Linked DNA regions of Sus scrofa: region 1 is linked to region 2. A link is a contact called in public HiChIP or PLAC-seq data. All regions are on one chromosome and are shown on one strand. Each heading gives the region's core, a stretch centred on a gene start, on an enhancer-like site or on the middle of the called end of the contact. The rest is flanking DNA. Distances are from core to core; before and after follow the strand shown. Region 1 holds the start of ACTR5 (actin-related protein 5). Region 2 holds the start of RALGAPB (ral GTPase-activating protein subunit beta).

Region 1 (6,443 bases), core at 1,054-3,553, 190 kb after region 2:
GAGATTCAGATTTTTTTTTTTTTTTTTTAGATTCCTGATGTGCCACTAGTTTGGGATTCATAATATAGAGAAAGGTCAGTGGATTGATGGATGAATAAATAGATGGGTGAATCAGTGGGTATGTGCCTTGAAGGTCAATGGTTGGATAGATGAGCCAATGAATAATAGATAGATAAGTGAATGAAGGATGAGTAGATAAATTGGTCAAGGGATGAAGAGATGAAGAGGTGGATGAGTGGATGGACCAATGGGTGAAAGGAAGAAAAGAGGAAACATAAAATGGGTCCATGGCAACAATCTTTAAGTACAGTAAACTCCACAAGACCAGGGATATTCTCTGATTGGCTCCCTACTGTGTCTCCACTATCTGATATACTGAATGTACTTAATACATTTTGTACAATAAATAATGTATTTTCAAAAGTCAACACACAAATAATTTTTTTTCACTTTTTTTTCTTCTGCTTTTTAGGGCTGCACCCACAGCATTTGGAGGTTCTCAGGCTAGGGGTTAAGTCAGAACTGTACCTGCCAGCTTGCACCACAGTCTCTTCAACACCAGATCCAAGCTGTGTCTGCAACCTACACACAGCTCATGGCAGCACCAGATGCTTAACCCATTAAGCAGGGCCAGGGATTGAACCTGTGTCCTCATGGATACTAGTTGGATTCGTTACCACTGAGCCACAATGGGAACTCCCTCACTTTTTCAATGTTTATTGAGCAGCTGCCTAATTTAGGCCATGTGCTAGACACCTCAGACACACAATGCATGTGTATGGGTGCACAATACTTTGCATAGGAAGGTCTGTCATGTGTGAAACACCAGGGACCATGTCTTCCTCAGAGAATAATTAGCAAATTCTTGAGCTACTCCTGTGCCATTTTAAAACTCAGATGGTTTTGGAGTTAACAGAAAAGTGTAACGTTATGTGATCAGGCCAGTCAAGATGGCTGTTCTTTTGCTCTCTGTACATCCCCTGCTTGACCAATCCCCTCTTCATCTGTACATAGGACTTAATCAGCAACTACCTACATGTTTGCCCTCTGCCCCAGCCGCTGGTTTCCCTGGTAGCTGATGAGCCAACCCGATGTCAATTCCCCCCAAAATGGTCGTCTCCTTCTCTCTCCCTGAGTAGTGAACTTTGCTGCCATGTCCTGCCCACCGTCTGTTGTACATGGTGGGAAATCACTCCAGCACCTTTTGCTTCAGACTTGTAAGACCCCCTATGGAGTAAACCATTGATGTCTCTGTTGCTGTCTCTGGGTTCTTTCTTTAGCCTCAATGCTGGGCAATCACAAAGCTTGCGGGCCTGTGTGGTGCAGCCCAACAGAGGTCAACCTAGAGAATGGATGAAAAGAGAAACCCTGGGCCAAGGGCCTTGGGAACAGCAATATTTTAAAGTCAGGCAAAGAGGGAGAAGGAGATTAGAAGTCAAATCTGATAAAGAATAGCCCGAGGAGTTACTGTCCTAGCTCAGTGGAAATGAATCTGACTAGCATCCATGAGGATGCAGGTTCGATCCCTGGCCTTGCTCAGTGGGTCGGTGATCCCATTGAGAGTATTTTGAGGCCTCATCTCTTGTTAAGGATGTTTACTTAGAACCACTTTTTACAATTAACTTGCTTTTATCTCTCAAAGTTAAGTGTTTCAGAGCTGGGAGGATAGAGCCAAGGCAGCTCCTCTAACTCTTACTATCCCCTTGCCTGGAGGCAAGGGGGAAGTGGAGGAGAGAGGTGCCGGATCCTTTTAGAGCAAAAACTGGGTGGGAAGACGGCTGCATCACCTCCACTCCCATACCCATTGGCCAGAACTTAGTCACATGATCACACCAAGCTAGATGACCATGCAGAGGAATTATACCACTAATGAGAAAAAATATATATGTTAGTTAAGTAACAACGAGCAGTCCTTTTCTCAGTGTTTGAAGTCTTTGACAGCGCACAGTCTGTGGGAGTTAATAAATCTATTTAAAAATTTATATTGTGTTATAAAATAGAACACGTGCAGAAAAGTGCACAAATCATAAGTGGATAGTTTGATGAATTTTCATAAAGTGAACGCGCCTAAGTAGCGAGCTCCTCGGTCAAGATACCGAGAGGTCGGTACCCCAGAGTTTGTTTCCTTGACAGGGAGGCTTACGGCAAAGTAATCATGTGGGGGCGGAGCCAAGGACAGTTGAAGGTGAGTTACCCTACAATATGGGGCGTGGCTAGGCGAAAAGGTGGGGCCCCGGAGAGGCACCCGGCCTCAGTACTAGGTTCTGAAGGCCAGGAAGGGGCGTGTCATGGTGACGTAACGCACTCGGGGCGGAGCTCACTGGACCGGAGTCCCGGCTAGGGCGAAGGGGAGTGGTCAGATAGGAGCTGGGGGCGAGATTCGGCCACGGCCAGGATGGGCGGAGTCTAACAATCGCGAAGGCGGCCTCGGCTGCCAGGGGCGAGTTGGGTGAAACGGCTGGATGGGCTTGAGAAGAGGCTCGGAGGCCCTCCATTTCGCGCGGGGGCGGGGTTTCGCGCTGTTTGGGAGGACGCTGCGTCGGGGGCGGGGCTAGCGCGTGCGCTGCAAGATGGCGGCTGCCAGTGTGGCGGGGCAGGCGATGAATGTGTTCCCATTCCGCGACGCCCGAGCCGCTCCGGATCCGGTGCTGGAGGCCGGCCCGGTGGCACACGGGCCACAGCCGGTGCCACTGGTGTTGGACAACGGGTCGTTCCAGGCCCGTGCAGGCTGGGCTTGCCCCGGGCCGGACCCAGGCCCCGAACCCCGGCTGCAGTTCCGCTCTGTGTGCGCCCGAGGGCGAGGCGGAGCTCGGGGCGGGGCGGGCCCCCAGGTGGGCAACGCGTTGGGCAGCCTGGAGCCCCTGCGCTGGATGCTGCGCTCACCTTTCGACCGCAACGTGCCTGTGAACCTGGAGCTGCAGGAGCTGCTGCTTGACTACAGTTTCCAGCATCTGGGTGTCTCCTCACAGGTGAAGGGCGGGGTGGGGATGGGATTGAGGGAAGGGTTGAGGTCGTGTCCCCGCTCACTCTGCTCCCCGAGGGATAATAGTCACTCCAGGAGTTCTGATTGTCATTTAGTCATTCATTTATTATGGCGATCAAATATTAAGCGCCTAATGTGTATAAGGCTTGTGCTAAGCGCTTGGGGTATAGCAGTGAACCACTGGAGCATACGTTCTCTTGGAGCATACGTTCGGGCATCTGTGCTCTGTTGTTAATACATCCATTTATTTACAAATATGTACTGAGCACCTACTTTGTGTCAGGCACTTTTCTAGGTGTTTGAAATACGTCCATGAACGTAACACGAAATCTCCTGTGCTTATGGAGCTAGTATGGAAAGACCCTTTAGTGTGAAAAGACAGACAATAAACAGTAGGATTAAGTAGTAGGTTCTATAGCATGACAGAAGGAGAGGAGAAAGCTACATCTTTTCAATAAGATGGTTAGGGGTGGATTCCAAGAAGGTGATGTTTGAGCAAGGGGCAAGCCTTGTGAATACCTGAGGGACTAATACTCCAGAGAGGGAACAGCCAGTGAAAAGGCCCTGAGGCAGGGGCGGGTCTTGATCCTAATTGAGGGCAGCCAGAGTGAGGGGAAGGGTAGTGAGTGGAAGAGGAAGTCGGAGTTAATGAGGGGGCAAGTTGCACACCTCATAGGCTTTTACTCTGAGTGAAATGGGGAGCCATTTGCAAGGTGTTGAACAAAAGAGGAATGTGACTTATGTTCCCAAAGGATCACCAGAGCTGCTCTGTGGAGAATGGACTGGCCTGGGTTAAAATAGGGAGACCTGTAAGGAGGCTGTTGAGTTAGGAGGTAAGGGATGATGGTGACTTAACTGAGGGAGGAATTGGGGATGTGTAAGAAATAGTTGGATTCTGGAGATATTTTGAAGACAGATCCAACATGATTGGCTGACAGTTTGGATGGGGTTATAGTTAACCTTAAGCTGACCCTACTTTCATATTTTCCAAAACAACTTCCGGGAGAGATGGGTATTTTACAGTTGCTTCAGATGAGGTTACTGATTGGAGACCAAAAGCCTGTTCAGCCCTTGCAATAATGATGTTGGTTTCCTTTTATGCTTCAAAAGGAGTATTCTTTTAGCACCTGATCAGTTTACTTTTTTCTTTCCAAGTAGGGCTGTGTCGATCATCCCATAGTGTTGACAGAAGCTGTGTGCAACCCGCTGTATTCACGACAGATGATGTCCGAGCTTCTCTTTGAGTGCTATGGGATTCCTAAGGTTGCCTATGGAATAGACAGCCTCTTCAGCTTCTACCACAATACGCCAAAGAACTTGATTTCAAGTGGGCTCATCATTTCATCTGGCTACCAGTGTACACATATTTTACCCATCCTAGAAGGGAGGTGAGTTGCACTTAGGGCATTTGAGGGCTGTTTAGAGAAGCATTTAGGAAACGCTCACTGGGCGCCTGCCTTAAAGGTTGAGTGGAGAGAGCAGGGACTGGCCCGTGAACTAGCCTCTGGGCTTAGCTCCTACCTACCTCACTATGTGAGCATAGGTAAATTATTTTACCATCCATCATTTGCGACTTCCTGGATTGAGTTGGGGTAAATGGTCTCTATCCATAATTCTAGAATTTTATGAGTGATTTATGGTGACATGCTAACACAGTACTTGTAGGTAATAGGCAATCAATAAAAATGTTTGAAGTATATTATTTAAATAAATTTAACTTAGATTGTCATTGTGTCCCGGAGTCACTTTTTTGTTAAGAGGGTTTTTTTAGTTTATTTAAAGCTCTTTAATCTTGATTGTTTAAACTTTCAGACTTTTTAAGAACAGTAACTGGTACATAATAGGTACTTAATAAATGTTTTCATGTTACGTAAAAGGCGAGGGTAGTTTCTGTCATGTTTAAAATCTCTTCTGGTTTTATAGTTGGGCTTTCATTGTCTGATAAAGAGACTAAGTCAGGAGGGAGGGATACATTGGGAATTTGGGATTAACAGATAACACGCTACTGTATATAAAGTACAACAAGGACCTATTGTATAGCATAGGAAACTATATTTACTATCTTGTAATCTATAGTGGAAAAGAATCTGAAAAAGAATATATGTATATATATGTGACAAATTAACCGTAGTTCAATTAAAAAATAAGTTTTTCAGAGTTCCCCTTGTGGCTCATCAGTAACAAACCAGACTAGTATCCCTGAGGACACAGGTTCAATCCCTGGCCCTGATCAGTGGCTTATGGATCTAGGGTTGCCGTGAGCTATGATGTAGGTCGCAGATGTGGCTTGGATCTGACATTTGGTGTGGCTGTGGCTCAGGCTGGCAGCTGCAGCTCTGATTTGGCCCCTAGCCTGGGAACTTCCATATGCCGTGGGTGTGGCCCTGAGGAAAAAAAAAAAAGTTTTTTAAAAAGAGAGAGACTAGGCCAGTATCATGCTCTCCTAGGAAGGTTTATTTGTGCATAGAGAGTGTGTCAATAGGGAGCAGAGATCTGGCTTTGGAGTTGAAAGCCTGGATTTGCAGCCCTGCTAAAAGATGAGGTGCTTAACTTCTTCACTTAGTCTCCTAACAGATAAACCTTGGAAAAAACTGATTTCTCAGGGTTGCCCTGAGAATGAAACGAGATAATATAGGTGGTAGGCAATCAATAAAAATTTATAAAATTTTATAAAACAGTCTGAATATTTAAGTGAAAGTAAATACTGTTCAGTTTATTAAGCCCTATATTTCTCTTGAAGTTTTTACAAAAATTTATGAAGATAAAAGTAATTTTTAGACATACCAGATACTTCTGGTATACAGAGTTCTCTATGTTATGTAAACAGAATATGCAGAAATTAAAAATAATGATATTTTTATGTTATGTTGAGAGAAAATGATTTTACGTGAAGGCTAAGAAATGATCAGCTTGGAGCATGTCCTGTTCTGTGCTGGCATCTGCTGGTGAGGTGTGATATAGCAGTGACATTTCAATACACAGCAAGTTGCAGTGCTCTGCTCTTCTTTCTCACATTAAGAAAATAAAGTTACTCTGGTTCTCCTCCCTATGCTTCATGTCAGAGGGGCCTGGTACTCTTAGGAGATTACAGTAGGTCAATACGTGCATCAGTGGAAGTGCAATGTCTAGGGGAGGGGTTCTCAAACTCGGGCCTACACCAGAGCTACCTGGGAAGCTTGTTAAAATGCATATTCCCAGGCCCACCAGGCGTGCAGACGAGTCCTGGGAATCAGCATGTTTAACATTTTCCCCAGCTAATTCTGGGATATATGGCCCAGAATTACATGAGAAACACCTGATGAGGCACAGGAGGGTCTGACTTCATAGAGCATGTTCTTGCCATTGAATCTGGTTGCCTTCCGAGACTCTTGCCAGAAGTTAGATGTTCGGGAGTTCCCGTTGTGGCACAGGGAAAATGAATCCGACCAGCATCCATGAGGATGCAATTCAATCCCTGGCC
Region 2 (7,392 bases), core at 3,860-6,359:
GCTCAGCAGTAACAAACCCAACTAGTATCCATGAGGACCAGGTTTGATCCCTGGCCCCTCTCAGTGGGTTAAGGAATCAGCATTGCCATGAGCTATGTCATAGGTTGCAAGTGTGGTTCAGATCTGGCATTGCTGTGAGCTGTGGTGTAGGTCGCAGATGCGGCTCAGATCCTGTGTTGCTGTGAATCTGGCGTAGGCCAGCAGCTATAGCTCCGATTAGACCCCTAGGCTGGGAACTTCCATATGCTGAGGGAGAGCGGCCCCAGAAAAGGCAAAAACACAAAACAGAACAAAACAAGACAAAATAAAAGAGCTGTAGTTCTCTCGTGCCTCAGTGGGTCAGGATCTGGTGTTGTTACTGCAGCGATTTGGATTACTGCTGTGGTGAGGGTTCGTTCCCTGGCCTGGGAACTTCGGAATGCTGTGGGTGTGGTCAAAAATAAAACATAAAACAAACAAATGAACAAGCAAATACAAGAACAGGCACACTCCCTCCATGTGGGATAAGTATGTGTGATTTGGACATTTTGACTGAAGGGGATCTTCTGGGGCATCCGAAGTCATTCCAATGGGGGTTCAAGTTGGCAGTTAAGACTGCCTGGAAAATGGTGCTTTCAGGGGTGAATGAAGTGAACTCAGAGGAGCTCACAAGGACTATGAGGAGAAGAGGAGGACACTAGCCAAGACCATCCTAGTGTGGGCAAGGCTTTAGGCAAATATTTTTTGCATAGTCCCTGTCTGTATAAACAGTTTGCTTAAAAATATATTACATGGAGTTCCCACTGTGGCACAACAGGATCAGTGCCATCTCTGGAGTGCTGGGACACAGGTTCCATCCCTGGCCTGGCACAATGGCTTCAGGATCTGGTGCTGCTACAGCTGCATTGTAGGTTGCAACTGCAACTACAGCTTGGATCTGATCCCTTGCTGTGGCTGTGGCTGTGCCCTGGCAGCAGCAGATCTGATTTGACCCCTAGCCTGGGAATTTCCATATGCCACAAGTGCAGCCCTAAAAAGTTAAAAAAAAAAAGAGGGTTGAATAATTCTTCAAAAAGAAGAAATGAGAATGAGACCCACAGGGGATGGACCTGGTCTGGGACTGGGTAGACCTGCCTGAATGGCACTTGTGGCTCTGGTCAGTCCCAACCATTGGAATGAGACTTAGAAATTTTTTTTTTTTTTTTTTTTTTTTTTTTTTTTTGCTTTTTAGGGCCTCACCCTCAGCATATGGAAGTTCCCAAGCTAGGGGTTGAAATTGGAGCTACAGCTGCCTACCTACACCACAGCCACAGCAACGTGGGATTTGAGCCCTGTCTGTGACCTATGCCACAGCTCACGGCAACGCCAGATCCCTGACCCACTGAGTGAGGCCAGGGATCGAACCCACATCCTCGTGAATATTAGTTGGATTTGTTTCCGTTGCACCACAATGGGAACTCCAAGACTTAGAAAATTTCAAGATAGAAATTTCTGGCTAATAGGACCCACATGGGACCTGGTCTAGTTTAGGGCACCTCACTAAGATGGCATTGTTGGCCTTGGAGGGGCACTTAGAAAATTTTGAGAAATACCAATCCAAAATGTAGTACTTAAGGCACAGGGTGTGGGGCAGGGGACCTCTTACTTAGGTCTAGTTCCTCTACAACTGGATATCATTCACTAAGATTTAACAACCCAGCAAGAAAGTGGGTTCAGTGCTGAGCTAAAATGCATCTTCTATCCATCCGACAAATGTCCGCTGAGCACTTCCACTGTGCTGGTATTGCGTTAGGTTCAGGAGAAATAGAAGTGGATTTTCTCAACTGTTATCCACACACCAAGATAGTTCTGCACAACTAACAAAGGAAGAAAAAGAAAAAGAAGGGGGGAATTGGCTACAGATGACATACCTCTCATGTATCTGTTCAGTTAACAACTTTTCTCAGTTATGCTCTTGAAAAGTGTTCCAGTTACTATGACTGCATATAATTCACCCCAAACTTAATAGCTTAAAACAATGATAATATGTTGCTCAGGAATCTGCTCTTTGGGCTGGGGTTATCTTATCTCTGCCCTGCTTGTTTCAGGGAGGTTGGCTTGAAGCTTAGGAACTGGAATCATCTGAAGGCTTCCTTATTCACATATCTGGCCACTGATGTTGTCAGCTAAGATGTTATCTCAGGTCGTCAGCCGGAATATCTCCACATGCTCTCTTCCTGGGGCCTGGGCTTCCTCCCAACATGGTGACTGGGCTTGAAAGGTGAGCTTTGCAAAAAGGTGGTAAGCCAGGTAAAAGCTGTATCCTCCTTTATGATCTGGCCCCCGAGGTCCCATAACATGCCTTCCACCCTACTGGCCGGAACAGTCGCAGACCCCAACTAGATTCAAGGGGAGGGAACACGGATCCTGTCTCTCAGGGGGAAGATGTTGGTTACCTTGTAAGAAGAACTGGGGATGGGTTATACATGTTGGCATGGTCAACTTAGGAAAAAAGTCTGCCACAAAAGGGTGATACAACTGTTTTTTTTTTTTTTTTTTTGAGTGCGGTGCCTTTAATACACAGTAATTAAACACATGACACAAAGTGATAATTTGATTTATGGTTTCCACTGAAGACAATTCCCCAATTTATTCTACATTTATAATTAGAATTTATGACATAGAACAAATTTGAATTGTGCCGCTTGGAGAATCCATAATATTTTATTCTGTATATGTCTCTTCAGAATTGTGCATGCACACTTCCCCTACATGTTTCAAAATGTTCTGATTTTATTTTATTTTATTTTATTTTTGGTCTCCAGGGCCACACCCATGGCCTATGGAGATTCCCAGGCTAGGGGTCTGATCGGAGCTACAGCTGTCAGCCTACACCACAGCCACAGCAATGCAGGATCCGAACCATGTCTGTGACCTACACCACAGCTCATGGCGACATTGGATCCTTAACCCACTGAGTGAGGCCAGGGATCGAACCTGCAACCTCAGGGTTCCTAGTTGGACGTGCCTCTGCTGTGCCACAATGGGAACTCCCCAAAGTGTTCTGATTTTAGTCTTAAAATTTCCCAAGATGTTTTGCTTAAGAGAAGCCCTCAAAAATTTTTAAAAATTGGCAAATAAAAAGGTGCAGAATTATAATATCAGCTTTAAAGAATGACTTACTTACATCTTCCCCCTACCACCCCTAATCTAATATTAAATCTTGTTTTCTTGGTCAGTACATTAGTCCTTAAAATCTTACAATTTATGTGGAAGCCATATTCTTTTTTTTTTTTTTTTTTTTTGTCTTTTTAGGGCCACACCTGAGGCATGTGGAGGTTCTCAGGCTAGGGTTCCAATCGGAGCTGTAGCTGCTGGCCTACACCAGAGCCACAGCAACGCCAGATCTGAGCCTTGTCTGCGACCTACACTACAGTTCATGGCAATGCCAGATCCTTAACCCACTGAGGGAGGCCAGGGATCGAACCCGAAATCGCATGGTTCCTAGTTGGATTCGTTAACCACTGAGCCATGATGGGAACTCCAGGCTTCTTTTGTCCTTCTGTTTTACCTTCCTTGGCACAATCCTCCTCATGGTCCCATGGTGACTACTGCACCTCCAGGCATTACATCTCAGTTCCAAGCATCAAATAGCAGAAGGGTTAAGGTCACAAACTTCTCTAAAGACTTCTTTTATTCAAGCTCTCCACTGGGACTCCTGCCTTACATCTTATTGACCAGAAGTTTGTCTCACTGCCTCTCCTAGCTTCAAGGGAACTGCATGCTTTGCTTTTCAGTCTCTGTAGTTTAGAAAGGCAAAGGATAAGCGGTTGGAATAAATATTGAGAGCCTTTTAAAATGTTTGCCTCTTACAATGGAAGTGTATTGCTTTGATTCACAAAGTGTCCCGGATATAGCCTTGTTCTAGTCTTGGAACATTCTCTTTCTTCTTCTCCCCTCTAGCTACTTTTCTGGGTGTGTGGGGCGGCTGCGGGGGGGGGGGACAACAAAATCTTGAGGAAATATACTTCTCCTTGGAGTTTCTGTCATGGCGCAGCGGAAGTGAATCTGACTAGGAACCATGAGGTTGCGGGTTAAATCCCTGGCCTTGCTCAGTGGGTTGAGGATCCGACGTTGCTGTGAGCTGTGGCGTAGGTCAAAGACCCAGCTTGGATCCACGTTGCTGTGGCTCTGGCCTAGGCCAGCAGCAACAGCTCCAATTAGACCCCTAGCCTGGGAACTTCCACATGCTGTGGGTGCGACCCTATAAAGACATATATATATATATATATATACATATATATATATATATATTTATTTTTTTCCTGTAAAGATACCAGTTCCCTTGTCAGGCCTTCCTCCATGGTCTCTTCTGAGGGTAAGGAGGAAGAGTCAGCATCTTTTTCCATTCTGCTCTTTTCAGACACGGTGACTTAGGCACTACTCAGAATGATCCCTTCCTCTCTGAATATCAAGGACGTTCTCAAGGCCAGGTTTTCCCTCTTCTTTCTCAGCCCAAGTTTTCTTCTTTACATGTCCAAGGCATTTGAGCTTTAACTCTCTGGTGGTGTTTCCCTCGTTGAAGTTGGAACCAAATGATTGCAAGTAGTTCTGTTTACAAAATGTGCGGTGTAACGTAGGTGCTCAAACTGGTATCTCTTGCTGTTGTTATTACTATTAGTAATATCTCGTAGCCTATGTCAGACTCATCTCCTTAATGACTGTCTCTGAATCTGATGTCTGATTCATCTTTGTAACCCACACCTGGTCTGGAATTGAGTATTGCTTGTAATGCTATAAAGGGGGCAGCTGGTAAAGGGCAACATTTCAAAGGGAAGGGTGCTGTAATGGTGGGACGTGATGAATTCCTAGAACCTGAGTGGGAGGCAGAATCTTTCAGAGAAGACGCTTACTCTGTCCGCACCTAAAACAGGCGGAGTCCCGACTGATGCCTAAGGACCTGTACTGCGATGAGGTAAGAGCATCCGTCACTTCACTGCTCCTCTAGATCCGGAAAGGGAGGAGGGATTCTGCCCCGCGCGGTGAACTGGGATAGCTGCGCACGCGCAGCTTCCAGCTCCGAGTCTCGGGAATTATTTGACGCCGCCGTTTCGGCCCTTCAGAAGTCACTGATCAGGCGCAGCGCGCACGCGCAGTGGTCCATTCGACTCCGGGAGTTATTTAACGCTGCAGCTGCTGGCAGTCGGAAGTTGCCTGAGCAGAGCACTGCCGGCTGGCCCTACCGGCCTTCGTCGTCCCTGGCGCCCTCGGAGAGTCGCAGACGTGTAGACGGAGTGACCGCTTGCGGACAGCCTACCGGGACAGCGAAAGCGCCGGGCCTATGGCGCGGGTGGCGTGAGGCGGAAGGCCGAGTGCGGCCCGCGGCGGCGACGGCGCCCGCCCCAGCGATGCGGGCCCCGCCCGTCGCCTCAGGTAACCGGGCGGCCCTCCCCATCGCGGCCGGACCCTCCCCTCTCCTCCCCTCCAGGCGGCCCAGGGATGGCTAAGCTTTGTTTCTCGGCCCCGGTGGTTCTAAGGCCCCAGCCTTTGGAAGTATATCTCTGCATTTTGGCGGGGGTGGGGGGTGCGCCTGGCCCTGGAGTCGGCAGCTTCTGTCGGCTCTCTGCAGACCTAGGGGCTGCCTGGGTCGGGAAAACTCTCTTCTGGCAGCCTGGGGGAGGGGGCGGGTCTGGAGCAGAGCTAGACAACTCCGGCTTAGAATCTGGTCCAGCAGCAAGGTTGGTCGAGTGGCTGCCGCCCTGTCGGGACGATGCTGCCCATTGCACGGTGACATTAGGAGGAGAAAGAGTTAATTATGAGAAGGCACATCTAACCCTCGTTAAGCGCTTTACTCCACACCGGGCGTTGTGCCAGGCCATTACGTTCACCTCATCTAACTTCACAACAACTCGGTAAAGGAGGATGATTATCCCCATCTTACTGACGAGGCAACTGAGGCCCTGAATGCTTAGGTGACTTCCTTGCCCAAGGTCAGAGAGCCGGTAAATTTGGACCCAGCCAGTCTGACTCCAGATTCAAGTTCTTAGCAATTAGGTCAGTGGCTCTCCATCTTCGCTGCACGGAAAAATCACCTGGGGCAGCTTTTAAAGATTCCTGATGCCCAGGTAGCATGGCCAGGCCAATTAAGTCAGCACGTTTGGGAGCAGGCTTGGTGGGGAGACAGCAGTGTTTCTTAGAGATCCCCTCATGAATTCATCGTGCAGCAAAGTTTGGGAACTGCTGCAGTAGATCATTTTGCATCTCAGTAAAACATTTCAGTGTTTCCCCAGTTTAAGTGTGTAGGAGAATCCTCTGTGAGCTTGTTAAAAATGCACGTTCCACCTGCAGAGATCTTTTCATTAGGCCCACTGACTACTATACCTTGTGAAAGCTTGTTGGGGTTGGGAAGTAACTTTCTGTACAGGATTTCTGAGTCAGCTGGACCTTTTAAAGTGCGTGCATCTCATGCAAAACTGTCAGTTTGCCATTTTCCTGAATACACAGTCCTCATGAATATAGTGTTTCTAAACTCTGGGTCTTGTTTGCATACGCCGTTCCTCTGCTTAGACTATCCTCCATGCTTTCTCCCTGCTCCACCCAGACCCACACAATGCTGCTCTTTCTTACACACATGCACGTAGCCTTTTCCTCCTGTCTCTGGCTGCATAACTCCCAGCATTCCCAACATTCAAGATGCCTCTGTCTCTGACCCCCACCCTTGACCCCCAGCCACCTTGGGGCTTTCCTGTGTGCTTTTTGGCATCATCATAATGGAATTTACGAGTCATTTTTCTGTGTTGTGTTTTTCTCTTCTGCTAGATTGTGAGCAACTCGAACCATGTCATCTCATCTTTGTATTTCTCCCAGTACTTTGACGTACAGTTTCACAGTGGTTTTACTGAATGGAATGTTTGAGTGCCTTTTGTATCCTCGACTGCATGCTGCAAACAGATTCTTCTCCATTTCCATTTTTTTTGTAAAAGGTGTTTGGTGTTCTTAGTCTATCAAGTTTTGTTCTTTTTGCTTGAAAATACTCTAGTTACGTTCATTAATTTATCCATTCAGCGGTTGAATAAACATATTGAGTTCTTAGCACCAGCGAGACTCTAGGAAGGACTAACTATGCACAGTCAACACTGGTTGAGTTTTAATACCTAGTTTTATCACAATCATATGCAGTCAGTTCTGTAGTGGAAACCTTTTTATTGCCCTTAGGCCTTTGCATATGTTCCCTCCTAAACACTGTACTGTCCAAAATAATGTCTAGTTGTCATCCACTGAACGTTATTACTTAGTTGGTAAATACTAGTTGATGGAAGTGCTTTTGGTAGTAGTTCATCCTATTCACCAGGAGAGATGACCTGAGTACTTAAGATTAAAACCTTGATATCCAAGGAATTGACACACTTGGTATATATTATTACAGAATTTCTG

The links. HiChIP or PLAC-seq counts read pairs in DNA pulled down with a chosen protein or histone mark.
Region 1: a contact with region 2 is called in an H3K27ac HiChIP or PLAC-seq map of alveolar macrophages. The contact joins the promoter of ACTR5 here to the promoter of RALGAPB in region 2. A contact is called at or near these places in 2 of 47 Hi-C or Micro-C datasets (embryonic fibroblasts and liver) and 1 of 2 datasets of contacts at active chromatin or transcription factors (alveolar macrophages).

Annotation. Positions count from the first base shown.
Region 1 is chr17:41,699,970-41,706,412 of Sscrofa11.1, forward strand. It overlaps ACTR5 (actin-related protein 5), which reads left to right and starts at 2,304. Exons shown (of 10, transcript XR_002339948.1): 1 at 2,304-2,969; 2 at 4,142-4,371.
Region 2 is chr17:41,502,647-41,510,038 of Sscrofa11.1, forward strand. RALGAPB (ral GTPase-activating protein subunit beta) reads left to right here and starts at 5,110. Exons shown (of 30, transcript XM_021078139.1): 1 at 5,110-5,391.